Regions from separate parts of the Rattus norvegicus genome. Here region 1 is linked to region 2. A link is a contact called in public Hi-C data. All regions are on one chromosome and are shown on one strand. The core of a region is the stretch at or near the end of the contact, and the rest is flanking DNA. Distances in the headings are between cores, read along the strand shown. Region 1 holds the start of Fuca1 (alpha-L-fucosidase 1). Region 2 overlaps Myom3 (myomesin 3).

Region 1 (6,396 bases), core at 339-2,838, 120 kb before region 2:
CTGTTTGTCTTTGTAAACAATGTCTCGAAATTGTCTTTCATTTAAGGCGACAAAGACTCAAATACCTGGGACTGAAAAGACCAGTGCTGAGATAGTCAATTCATCCGATGTATTATTTACTTTTATAGAAAAAGAAAGATAACACGTGTATGAGATTTCACCACTAGCTGGTGCAGGGGCCCCTGGACTTCAGAATTATACAGTATCCTAGGCTCATACAAACGGTCCTTCCTGCAGTACATCTCTTTCCTCTTTTAAACAGTCCTTTTGAAATATAAAAACCCTTCCCACTCAACAAGCAAATAACCACTCCCTCTGGGTATGGCTTGCAGACCCTGGGTGCAGTGGTCAAGAGCTTTCATTTCCAGATCATAGATCTGCAGTCTAGGACACCAGGCTTCTTCCTCCCTCTGGGTTGGTCACCTAGTCCATAAAACAGGAAGTCTGGAGAGGGGCTGGGCTAGAAGACAGATTCCTATTCCCTTGGGCCTTTTACTCCCACACTGTAATGGCCAAAATACTAAGTGCCAGCTATACACAGCCTTTCCCTTCAGTGTGAGAAAACCCAAGGTCAGAGGAATCAGAAAGCAGGAGTTTGCCGGAATCACTGAGAAAGTAGAGGACTCCACTAAGCCAGGAGCGGGAGGCTGCCCTCCCAGTGGCCAAATCCTCTGTCAGCCAAAATTCTCTCTGGCTTAGAGGGATCTCACAATGCACTTCCTCTGGAGGGCTCTGGCCAAACAACCCCTTCCTCCTCTGAGTTCTACCACAAGGAAGTGAGAAGCGAGGGGACCCCAACAGAGTACAACCCTAAACTCCCATCCTTCTCATTGTAGAGGCACAAGGAAGTCAGGCGGCTTCTTTTTATAACCTTTCACGGACGCTGTACGTAGCCTAAGGGGACTGGCTCAGATCAACAACTCAGGGCCACTGACGGGAATCTGGGCTGTGTTCTGGACCTTTCAAAGGAGACGCCGAGTGTAGCCTGGCTCTATTCTCTCCGCACAGGTGTACTGCCCAGTGCTTTCCCGCCTTATTTATTTATTTTTTTTAACTGATCCCAAGCTGGATCCTCTTCTTTAGCATCGGTGCTCCTTTCTCCAGGATGCAGAAGGTCCGGGGCCTTTCGAGGTCAGGCAGCACCGGCCGTGGGCCTGCCTGGTCCCGCCTCGCGCCCGTCCCGCACTCACTTGGCCCCGGCAGCCTGGAAGAGGTCTGCCCACTCCTCCGGATGGAAGAAGCGCGCTGTAAACTGCGGTGCAAAGTCGGCGTAGCTGAAGCCGGGCGGGTAGTTTTCTTTCATGAAGCGCACGTACGCCGACGACTGCTCGCCCTGCCAGTGCCACCAGAACCACTCGCTGCCCCAGGCGGGCACCGAGTACACCCCCCAATGCACGAACAACCCGAACTTGGCCTCGTCGAACCATCTCGGCAGTGGTCGCGAGTCCAAGCTCGGCCAGTCCGGAGTGTAGTGGTGCGGAGCCAAGCCCCCTGCCTGGGCCGAAGCTGCCAGTAGCAGCAGAAGCCCGAAGCCCACCGCCCACCACTCACTTTTCAGCTCCCACATCCCTGCTTCCGGGACCGAACCGCCCCCCTCTTAATGCGCAGGCACCGGAGAGTAGCCCCGCCTCTCAGAGTAACGATTGGCTTGGAAGGGGAGAGGGGCGGGGTCAGTATGGCGGTCCAGAAGGCCGTCTGAGGCGCCGGCTCTGGAGCGCCCTCTGGCATTGAAAGGGAGAAAGACCTAAGGAGGCGTTGGCTGGCTCTGATCTATTGAATTTAAATTCCGTAGACTCCTTTAAGGATTTAATTGCCGGGTTCCCGCAAGTGGGAAAAAAACCAGGGTGTGGGGAAAACAGGGAGAAGTCCACGTTGTTGCACCAATTCTCAGGGGAAGGCTGAAACCAGGTCGTTTTAGTGACTTGGTTTCTCTGTACTATACATCCAGCCGGCAGGTGGAGCTTAGCAGATTGGACTGTGGTGTAGAGATTTAGAAATAAAGATGTAAAAACAAGATAAAAGGAGCTTTATGCCGAGGGAGAGAAATGGCTGCTGAAAGACTCAGGGCAGACATGGTTATCTTTTGTCCGTTGAACTTAACTTAGAGAACTCCGAGGAACTTAAACATTTTAATTTAACTTAAAATTGTAACTCAAATTTATTTTGAGATACGGGGGTGGGGGTTTCAAGTGTCTCAGGCTGGCTTGGAACTTACAGCTACAGTGATTTTGCATTCCTGACCCTCCTGCTTCTATCTCAAGATGCTGGGATTATGGTTGGGGGTAGCATTGCCATTCTGGTTTTATGTAGTACTGACCTTTGAAGCAAGAGATTTGCAGACTGCAAACGAAGCAGTCTATTGATTGAGCTACACCCCCAAAACCTTGAGGTTCTCTCAGAGAGCTTAGCATCTAACTGAAGAAAACCTGACTTAGGAGCGGGGTAGTTTGGGAGTAGAGCCCTTGCTTAGTATACCAGACAGGCTGAGGTTTAATCTGGTACCACTAAGCACACTTGCCTAGCCCACCCACATACAGGGGACCACTGAGGCATGTATGACCAGAATATTGAGAGCCAAGAGACACTCCTTCCCTTGGAAAAAAAATCTATAAAACTTATTTGGCCAGTCACCTAATTCCTCTACAGTTAGCACACACCCAATGGTATATGTGTGTGCCCAGAGCTGCAGGAAGTGTGCGGGTCACATGGTCCATATGATGCAACCGTCTCCATGGTCGCAGAGATGACCACAGCATGTTAGAGCAATACCAGGTTTTAATGAATGCCCCTTGAAGGCATCTTCTTTCCTACCATTCCCGATGTACCAAGGAGGAAACCAAAGCAAGGCAAAGGGCAGGGGTTGCCCAAGATCACACAAGCAAGTGAGGGCCAAAGGTGGTGCCGGAATTCACAGCTGCGGAAACCGTATCTCCACCTTCTCTGTCTGGCACCTTGGAGAAATCTGTTGAAGTTGACAGAACCAAGCACTTCCTCCTTTGGGGAGTAACAAGGAAACACAATGTATTTTCTGTTTCTTCCTTCCCAAGTGTATGTTGAAATACGGTCTAAAACACAAAGCCCAGACGAATCAACTTCTTCCCCGAGTCCTCCCACATAGCGATTAGAGTAGAATTTGCAGCAGCTTTTGATGCACAGAACTTGTCTTGGGAAGAATAAAATGAGACACTGTGACCTTCACTTGACCTTAACAGAGAAAACAAAATGTCCTCCTGCAGAGGCATGTGAGAGGGTTTATAGCAGAGTGGACTGCCCTGCTTTATTAGGGAGGCTGATTGGTCTTCTCACTGAACACCACCATGTTAGTTCCTCTGGGCAATGGGGACGGACGTCTTGTCTGTTGGCTGAATCTGCTAAAAGCAAAAGTAGAAAGTGTTTGAGGGTTTTCCTTTCACCGTGTCTTCGGTCCCCAGTGCTACCTACCCCTACCACCAGCAGCGCCTTGAACCTCCGTCTGTTGGGAATGCAACCTTTGCTGAAGGTAAAATGCAGGTACCCAGAGACAGCATGGGGCTGTGGATCGAGGATGTCCGCAGCAGGCAGTCTCCTCCCAACTCCTGCTTATCCTTCAGGACCAGAGTCTGGAAGAGGCAAGGGAAGCTGAGTTGAGCATCACTAGGAACAATCTAGAACCCAAAGACTCTTTGTGAATACCTTGATTTTTACTGAAGCTAGGCTGGACTGGGATAGTGCTATGGGAGACACAGCAGAAGGTCACAAGGTCCATACAGTTCTCTGAGGACTCTGTACCTCAAGTGAACCTGGCTTCCCGTGGGTCCCCAAGGACCTAAAGTCATAATGATTTTCAAGGCTTATCGGGCTATCAGGAGGGTCCTGTTCCAACAACAAGATACCCTGAGCTGACAGCACATGGCTCTGTCTGAAGGGAGAGAGTGAACCTCCTTGGTCCTCAGCACATCATAATTCTTGATCCTCAAGAGGCAAGGGTGGCCTGAAGGTCACATCGCTCTACAGCCACAGAGTTCCAATCAGTGAAGCAGGAACCAGAAATAGCTGGTCTTGCTATCCATCTTCAGCAGGGCGGCCTAGAACCCACACTGTGGAAGATATGGACATCTGTGAAGTTGTGGGCAGAGGCCTCACAGCCGGGGTAGCCTAGATTCCAGGAGAACAGGTCCCTTGTCTTCACAGATCCCCTGAGTCCTTCATTATCGTCCCTGGAGGCCCCTCTGGCCTCTAGGTCTCTGGAGTCAGGAGGGTTTCCCGATTTGATGTGAACAGAGCCCGCCATTTTTACAGGCCCCTCTCCACAGACTGCGTAAGGTAGGCAAGACCAGGCCGTCTTCCAGCCATGAACCCCAGCACTCCTTAGCAAAAAAGGGGGTGGGAAGTTCTGTTTCCATTACCCTAGAGCTGGCTTCAGAAATATTCAGGGTCCAGGACCCCTCTCTTCTGGAGGGAGTGACCTGACTTCTGAGTCGGACTGCTTCCATAGAAAGACAGGCCGTGGGCTGGAGAGATGGCTCAGTGGTTAAGAGCACCCGACTGCTTTTCCAGAGGTCCTGAGTTCAAATCCCAGCAACCACATGGTGGCTCACAACCATCTGTAAAGAGATCTGATGCCCTCTTCTGGTGTATCTGAAGACAGCTACAGTGTACTTATATATAATAAATAAATAAATCTTTAAAAAAAAAAAAAAAAGAAAGAAAGAAAGACAGGCCGTATCAGCAATTGGAGCAGCCTGGTGTTCTGGATCCCGGCCCTGTGGTGGTTTTCACCTCAGCCTCTGTCTCTGTAACTGAGGACTTTGGGGCTTCTTCTTTCCCCTCAGATCCGAGGCCCTGGAGATATTTCTTCCAGCCTGTCAGGCAGTGCTGGGCAGCAGAGCGGATCTCTCCACTCCGCAGGGCATAAATGATAGGATTGATCATGGAGTTAACAAGGCACAGCATGGAGCAGAAGGCGAAGGCCTCCTTGACCTTGTCACTCAGTGTGGTGACCAGGCTATGGCCCATGAGAGCCAGTGCAGGGAACCAGCATATGAGCAGAACAGCCATGACCAGGCCCAGAGTCTTGGCCAACCTCACGTCTAGCCGCATCCGAGCTATCCCAGGCACCTGCCTGTCCTGGTGCTCAGCCAAGCTGGCTACATGTTGGTGTGCTTTCCAGAGGACATACCCATAGGTATAGATGATGCCAGAAAAGAGGATGGCAATGAAAAGAAGCCAGCCCAGGAGGTAGTCGTTGGGGATCAGGGGGAAAAGTTCAGAACAGGGACTAGGACAACAAGTCCACCCCATGAGCGGTAGGTAGGAGATCAACGCCGAGAGGACCCACATGACACCAAGGGCCACCAGTGCCCTCCCACGGGTGACGAGAGCTTTGTAGGTAGGTGGGTAGCACAGACATAGGTATCGGTCAACAGCGGTCAGCAGCAGGCTGCCCACAGAGGCCGTGAAGGTCATGGTCACGCTGCCGATCTTCAACAGGAAGATATTCCTGGAGTCCACACCGTGAAAGACATGGAAGATGACGAAGTTGCAGGCAAAGATCACGCTGGCCAGGAAGTCAGCTCCGGCCAAGCTGCCGATGAACAGGTACGAGGGCTTCCTGCGGAGCCGCTGCGAGGACAGGATGAGATAGAGCACAGCCACGTTCTCCAGGGCACTCAGCAGCCCCATCAGGGTACACAGCACCGCCACAGCGATCTGCTGCGCATCACTCAAGATCATGTACTCCTTCATAGGGTTGAACTCCAAGCCGCCATTGGAGCCGTTGGTCAACTCCAGCTCCCGGCATCCCGCCATGGACAGACAGGCTTTGGCTGCTTCTACCGGAGCTGTTCCGGAGGACTGGGCTGTGGGCAAGGAGAAAAGAATCCTTGAAGGTGACTTGAAGTTTAACAGTGACTACGAACCTTGAGAGCTGCCACTAATCAAACATTTACCCAGGGGCCGAAAATCTCCATTTATAGTTTGCTGTCAAGCATTTATTTAGCTTTTTAATTCAAGATGGGTCTTTTTGTTTCCAAACAAGCCTTTTGTTTTCTAAAGAGACAAATCCTGAAACTTCCCTTTGAAACCCAGGGGAATTCCTAGGGGCCAACACCCAAGAGAACAAAACCTAGAAGTGAAACTGAAGATGTAGGGATATTATTATTATTATTATTATTATTATTTATTGTGTCTGTATTATGTATGTGCAGACATGAGTGTGCCACAAGAGTGTGTGTGGAGGTCAGGAGTCGGTTCTGTCCGTCTACCATGGGTTCTGGGAATAGAACTCAGGCCTTCAGGCTTCCCCACAGCTCACTTCTACTCACTAAGCCATCTTGCTGCCCCAATTCCCTTTCACTTTTGGAGACATGATCTCACGGGTAGCCTTGAACTCAAACCTCCTATTTCAGGATTCAAAGA
Region 2 (6,119 bases), core at 2,108-4,607:
CACATTCAGTTGGCAGTTGAGCAGGGTGAACCCCCAGCCCCCTCTGCACTTACCTCCTCAATGCAGAGACTCCCATCTCCGGTCTGCGGGCTGTACTGCCCACGGGGCGCCTCTTTCTTCTGAAAGAGCCACTGGAAGCGAGTCTCCTTCTTCGTGTTGGTTACCTGAAGGGGACAGGGCATGAGGGGCCTCCATAAGACTTCGTTTTAAAATAAAACCCATATTCTTTGACAAGGTTCCTTTCACATGGCCCATTGAAACTCCTGGTGCACAAGAACCAGCTGATCCCTTCCTTATACTATGTCTCAAGTGCTGACCTCTGGGTCCTGACTTTTGCTAATGTCACTTCCTGCCTCTTGACCTCTTTGACTCTGTTTTTCTTGTAAATACTTAGGCCTCTTAATGAAGTCAGATGTTACCTCCTCCAGGAAGTCCTCCTTAAAGTACCCTATAGGGCATAGCTTTCCTGAACGTATCTGACGGAGCATAAGGTATGTTGTTTTTAGTAATTCTCTTTGGGCTGTGGGTTCCCAGAGGCCTAAGGGAACTATGAATGCCCAGGACCTTGCTGAGCTGAGACGGCACGGTATAGATGATTGTGAGGAAGGTGAAATCAAGTCATACAGACACTGTGTGTGTGTGTGTGTATGTGTGTGTGTGTGTGTGTGTGTGTGTGTGTGTGTGTGTGTGTGTGAGTGTGTGGGGGATTGTGTACTGGGCTTGGGGACAAGTCACAGGCCACGCCTCACTGGACTGATGGCTCATTAGAGGTGAGGTGTAGACTTGCCTTGCACGTCAGAAGCACTTGGCAGTCCTCTGTGACCTTCCAGGTCAAAGGATCCTGGAAATAGGGACCTGCAAGGGGAAAGAGAACAAACTCAGTCATGCGCTTTAAGCTGAACCAGGGCGCCACCTGGTGGCCAGACAGGAAAACCAGCTGGGCCGGAGACCAAGACTGCGGGTGGGGGCAAGGACTGCGGTGGCGGGAGCAAGGGGTCTGGGGGCTCCTTAAAGGAAGGGAACTGTAAGGAGGCACTGGCCGGCCCTCGGGCTTGGAAATTGAAATTTTGTTCTGTAATCAGGGCGAGACTTGACCAGATCATGGTGAGCCTCCCTGGCTGGGTTGGTATTTTTTTTTTTTTCTTTTTTCTTTTTTTTCGGAGCTGGGGACCGAACCCAGGGCCTTGCGCTTGCTAGGCAAGCGCTCTACCACTGAGCTAAATCCCCAACCCCGGGTTGGTATTTTTCAGCACTGATCAATGGCTTACCCTGCTTTCTCTTCCAGTCTCTTCTCTTTGCATCTGCCTTTCTCAGAAGCTTGTCAAAATCTGTGAATACACCGGGAGGAAATGGCATGAGTGGAGAGAGCGAAGGGAACTGGGGTGGACAGAAGACCAGGGACGTGTTTAGAGCCGAGAGCCTCTCGGGAGGGTACATGGTTAGGATGGGTTCAAGTTGGTGGGGAGGGCGCTTCCGGGAGGAGCGGGACCAGGCTGACCGTCATCCACCAGGGCGAGGGTGATCTGGTTCTTGGCTTTTCCATCTTGGAGCTGGGCGGTGTAGGACCCCTTGTCATCTTCGGAAAGTTGCTGAATGATGACCTCCACCAAGCCCTTCTCTCGGTCAAAGTTGATCTTGCGGTTCTGGCGGAACAAATCCCCAAGTCCTTTTTAGGCATTTCCTGTCCTGGGAGCTCTGCTGGGAGCACACCTCTGGGTCTGATCAAGATTGGGGTGCTATGTACAGGGATCGGGGTAGCTTTTTTCTGCTTGAATAAACTGGGAGTCCCCAGCATACCATGCCTGAATTAATTATAATTTAATAGTAAGCTTTGTAGCTGTACCGTGCCTCTGTTGCTTATTATCAACTTCTTTTACAATTTAAATTTAAAATTATTACATTTTAATATTCTCTCTCTCTCTCTCTCTCTCTCTCTCTCCCTCTCCCTCTCTCTCTCTCTCTCTCTCTCTCTCTCCCTCTCCCTCTCTCTCTCTCTCTCTCTCTCTCTCTCTCTCTCTCTCTCTCTCTCTCTCTCTCTGTTGGGGGTGGAGTGCATAGGCCACAGCACATATGTTGAGTTCAGAGAACTATTTGCAGAAGTCAGTTCTGTGTTCTCTTTCTTCTATGTGGACCCTGCATTCCCCAGCATGATATTTCCTCTGACCAAAACCATCATCCCTTTCTCTGGAATATATATTTCCCCCCTCTCTCCCTCCCTTCCCTCCCTCTCTCCCTCTCTTCCTCTCTCCCCCTTCTCCTTCCCCTCCCTCTCCCTCCTTCCCTCTTCCCCCTCCTTCCCTCCATTTTCCTTCCTTCTCTGGTTCTAACTCAGGGTCTTGCCCACACTAGGCATGAGCTCTAGTTCTGAGTTGCTCGCCAGCCCTAATCTATGAATTCGGATGACTGCTTTACCCTCCTGGAGATGAAATTCGCAAATGATGTGACACTGCCGTTAAGACTGGAATCGGTTGGTTTTCATATAAAAACAATTGAATAATAGCCGGTTCCTCACAAACCTATTTACCATTCTTACAGCTTTAGAATGGAAACAGTGTAACATTTTGTGCAAATATCATTTAAAATAAAACCCGTGTATGTTGGCTGTGTGTGTTAGCTTGTAGATTCTTGGATACAATTAGGTACCACTGACATTCTTGGATACAATTCGCTTCCGATTTGTAAGGAGAGGGGAGAAAAGCAAAGGACTGGAACAGGAAAAGGAAAGACCACCATAAAGTGGCAGGGAGTAGAAAACCTGTTCCCCGAGTGTCTGTTGGGCCTGTAAGAAAGTGCTTTAATATTTACGTCTAAAGCGGAGGTTTAGGGCTTGGAAAACTGTCAGCCCCAGGTAGGCTTTCTCACCTTAGGAATGCTGAGAAGGACATTTGAAAATGGCAGCGGGCGTGCAAATGTCCCTGCCCTGGTTAATAACAACCCCCACCCCCACCCTACCCCACTCCACTCCACCCCACCCGTACTGAAAGCCAGGCGACCTGGCCTGGACGCCCCACTGCAGGGACAGCCAAAGAGGCAGCTATTACCAAAATGACAGCTGGCCCCAGACCCCACTTCTTAGGAGAGGCCGCCTTGTTTGGGGCAGGGGAGCCTCCCCAGGGACTGTGGGCACCATTTACCGGGGAGCTGAAGATCTCCTTCTCATTGAAGATGAGGTGCAACTCCGCAGCTGGCGACAGTTTCTCCACCTCCAGCCACAGCCGCACCTCACCTTGCTCGAGGATGTCCACGTTCCAGCCAGAGATCAGCTTGATGACTGGGAGACACAGGACGGGTGTGGGTGGGAGCCCTCTCCTCTTCCGACTCCCCCCAGGACCCGCCCAGCTCCTCTCTGTCCGACCACGCCCACTCGGCCTCTAAGCCCCGCCCCTCCCCACCCAGCTCTGCTTTGGCAGTGAATGTGCAGAGTTTGAAGGAGCTGTGGGCCTGGCTGGAGCCTAGAAGCTCTCCGTAAACCGAACTGATTTCAGAAACGCATTTCCTCTTCAATGGACCTTAAACACTGGAGTCTGGCTTCACCCTGCCCGTTCTAACTTGGCTGGAGCCTGGCCTGGGTGTGGGATTTGGAAAAGTTCTCAATGTGATTCCAATACGTGATCAAGTGTTTGGCTGGGCTTAAGGATTCCACCGTCCAGGGAGAGACAAGGCAGGGAAGCAGAGGTTTGGATGATCTAACATCCAGTCGTCTCAAGAGCTGTTAGGGATGGTGATGATGGTGATGGTGGTGATGATGATGGTGGTGGTGCTGATGGTGGTGATGGTGGTGATGATGATGGTGGTGGTGCTGATGGTGGTGATGGTGATGGTGATGATGATGATGATGGAGATGATGATGATGGAGATGATGCTGAGGGAGATGATAACGATTGTGACGGTGGTGGTGCTGATGGTGATTATGATAGTGGTGGTGACAGGGATGGTGATGGTGACAGTGATATGGGTGGTGATGATAGTGATGATGATGATGGTGGTGGAGATGATGGTGAGGCTCGTGATGATAAGAACCGACTTGCTTCCCTCCTTTGCACCTCCCTGCCTCCTTTGCCTCTGGTCTCTGGTTTTCCAGTGTGTGGCTCCCTTTTCCCGTGCTCTCACACTATATCCTTGTTCCCTGCCCGGCTCAACTCTGCTTAGGAAGCAGGCTCGCCTCGGTGTTTACCTGGGTTTCTGATCTCGTGACTCAGCTTCTTCAGCTTGTTCAGTTCTGGGGCAGGGAGGGGCACAGAAGAAAACAGATGCAACGTTAGGTCACAGGGTTCGAGTACAGCCAGCCCAGGGCCTCCATGCTGAGACGTTCCGAGAGAGAGCTCCACGTTGCCATCAGCTAGGGGCCACATGCTCCACAGAGACTGCTGGTAAGCACCGTGGGCTTTGCTCCTGGAGCACTATGGGAGATGCCGCAGCTAGTCTCGGTCACCCCAAGGTTGCATATCCTCCTTGTCCCCTCAGAGGAGCGTCTCTACACACCAGGCTCTGCAGGAGCGACCACATCAGTGCTCAGTGGGTGGGCTGAGCCTCAGTGTCTGCTTGGCTTCTATGAGCACGGGTGCTTGGGCTCTGGGTCAGGATGTGCTTCCCTGGGGAGGTGTCAGGGCGTGAGGACAATACCTTCCTCTGAAGGCCATTACCTTCCTCTGTCAGTGTGTGGCTAGCAGAGGTGTCTTCGTCAGCATCGGTGACCACCACTGAGTAGACGCCCAGGTCCTGAAGGTCTGGTTCTTTCAGAATGACCTTGGACCTGGCAGAGAGAGACAAAGCTGACCTCTGAGATGGGGCTTTGGCCTTGAAAACACAGGACTCCCTCACAGCCTGTGGAAGAGGTTGTGGGAAGAGGGGGAAAGAGACAAGCCAGTAAGGAAAGTTGAGGGGAGGAGCTGGAGAATCTTTCGTGACTTGAGCTCCTTCCCAGGTCCTGGCCAAGCTGGACCCTTGCAGTCCCTTGAGGTCCCCTCTAGATTGGCAGTGTGGCACACACGTTATAACCAACCAGCCAGCGACTCTGTCTGCTTCAGGAATTAAGGCGGTGGCACTCATGACTGCTTATCACAAGAGAACCCCAAAGAAGGCCTCCATTTCTGCCCCTAAGGCATCTCCCTGCTTCTCTCTGAGCTGGCCAGGCAGCCCTGGACAACCTGTGTGTCTCCCTACCAGGTCTACCACCCTTGGGTGCTCTCTCCCCTCCACCCCCGTCACTCCATCCTCCCTCAGCCCCGCCCCACTCACTTGTTAATTTCATCCTTAACCTCCACCCTCTGTGGGTCTGGCGGGCCTTTGTAATCCTTGGACCATTGAAACTCAGGGAAGTCAGGGGCTTCGGGGGCTTCGAAAGCCAGGTAGATCTGGCCCTCTTCGTCCACACCAACTTCAATCTCATGGGCATCTGGGGTGAGATTCAGGAAGGGACACGGGGATTTTTGTGACCTCGAAAGCCTTTCATGATCCCCAACTCAAATGTCACCTCTTCCAAGAAGTCCTTCTTGCTGGCTTCCCCCCCCCATTTCTATTTTCCTTCCTCTTCCTCCTTTTTCTCCCTGCCCCTCTCAGTTCTTCTCTTTGACATACAATTTTGCTACATTAGCCCAGGCTGGCCTTGAATTCACTATGTAGTCCAGGGTAGCCACGATTCTACAACCTTGACCTCTGGAGCCCTAGCTAGGGTTACAGGTGTGTGTCACCACAACTGGCTCCTGTCTTTAAACATTCCTTTTCTCTTCTTTCTTCTCATCCCTACAGTTTGTGACAAGACCCAGAGCTAGTCAAGCCTTCTACCACTGAGGGGTATCCCTGCCTTACTCCTGGCTATCCTAAGACTTCCTGACTACTTTGCCATCTGTCTTTACTGTCCGTCCACCCTGTGTCCCCGTCTCCCCCCTCACAACAGCAGAGCTCTGCTTCCTCATCCGCAGCCGTGTCCCCGAGAAGTTGTTGATGGAGCACTTAATAGACGAGTGCTTTGTGGTCACCAGTGTGGGTGAGTCTGCCGGCTGCTGCCTGTGGGCCTTGTGGTTTAAATGTTTTGCACTAGAAGTGGGTACTACTGTGCGAGGGACCTAGGAGCGACTCTGGGCTGCTTAGCAGGAGAGACCACAGGTCCTGAGAGCCCA

Evidence for each region. Hi-C and Micro-C count contacts between places; a contact is called where the count stands out from the background.
Region 1: a Hi-C map of the A7r5 cell line shows a contact between it and region 2, with 3 times the contacts expected there. The contact joins the promoter of Fuca1 here to the enhancer-like site in region 2. A contact is called at or near these places in 2 of 12 Hi-C or Micro-C datasets (the A7r5 cell line and mammary epithelial cells).

What each region holds. Positions count from the first base shown.
Region 1 is chr5:153,431,454-153,437,849 of GRCr8, reverse strand. Fuca1 (alpha-L-fucosidase 1) reads right to left here and starts at 1,588. Exons shown (of 8, transcript NM_012562.2): 1 at 1,191-1,588. The coding sequence starts at 1,567. It overlaps Cnr2 (cannabinoid receptor 2), which reads right to left. Exons shown (of 2, transcript NM_001164142.3): 2 at 2,758-5,837. The coding sequence starts at 5,787. The coding sequence ends at 4,705.
Region 2 is chr5:153,310,004-153,316,122 of GRCr8, reverse strand. It overlaps Myom3 (myomesin 3), which reads right to left. Exons shown (of 37, transcript NM_001107987.2): 22 at 5,239-5,395; 23 at 4,644-4,753; 24 at 4,175-4,219; 25 at 3,135-3,271; 26 at 1,499-1,643; 27 at 1,269-1,328; 28 at 788-855; 29 at 54-164. Among named protein-coding and RNA genes, the nearest start is that of Myom3, 37 kb to the right of the region's middle. Within about 2 kb of position 3,357, at least 2 of the 93 cell types and tissues checked have an H3K27ac peak or open chromatin away from gene starts, as enhancers often do.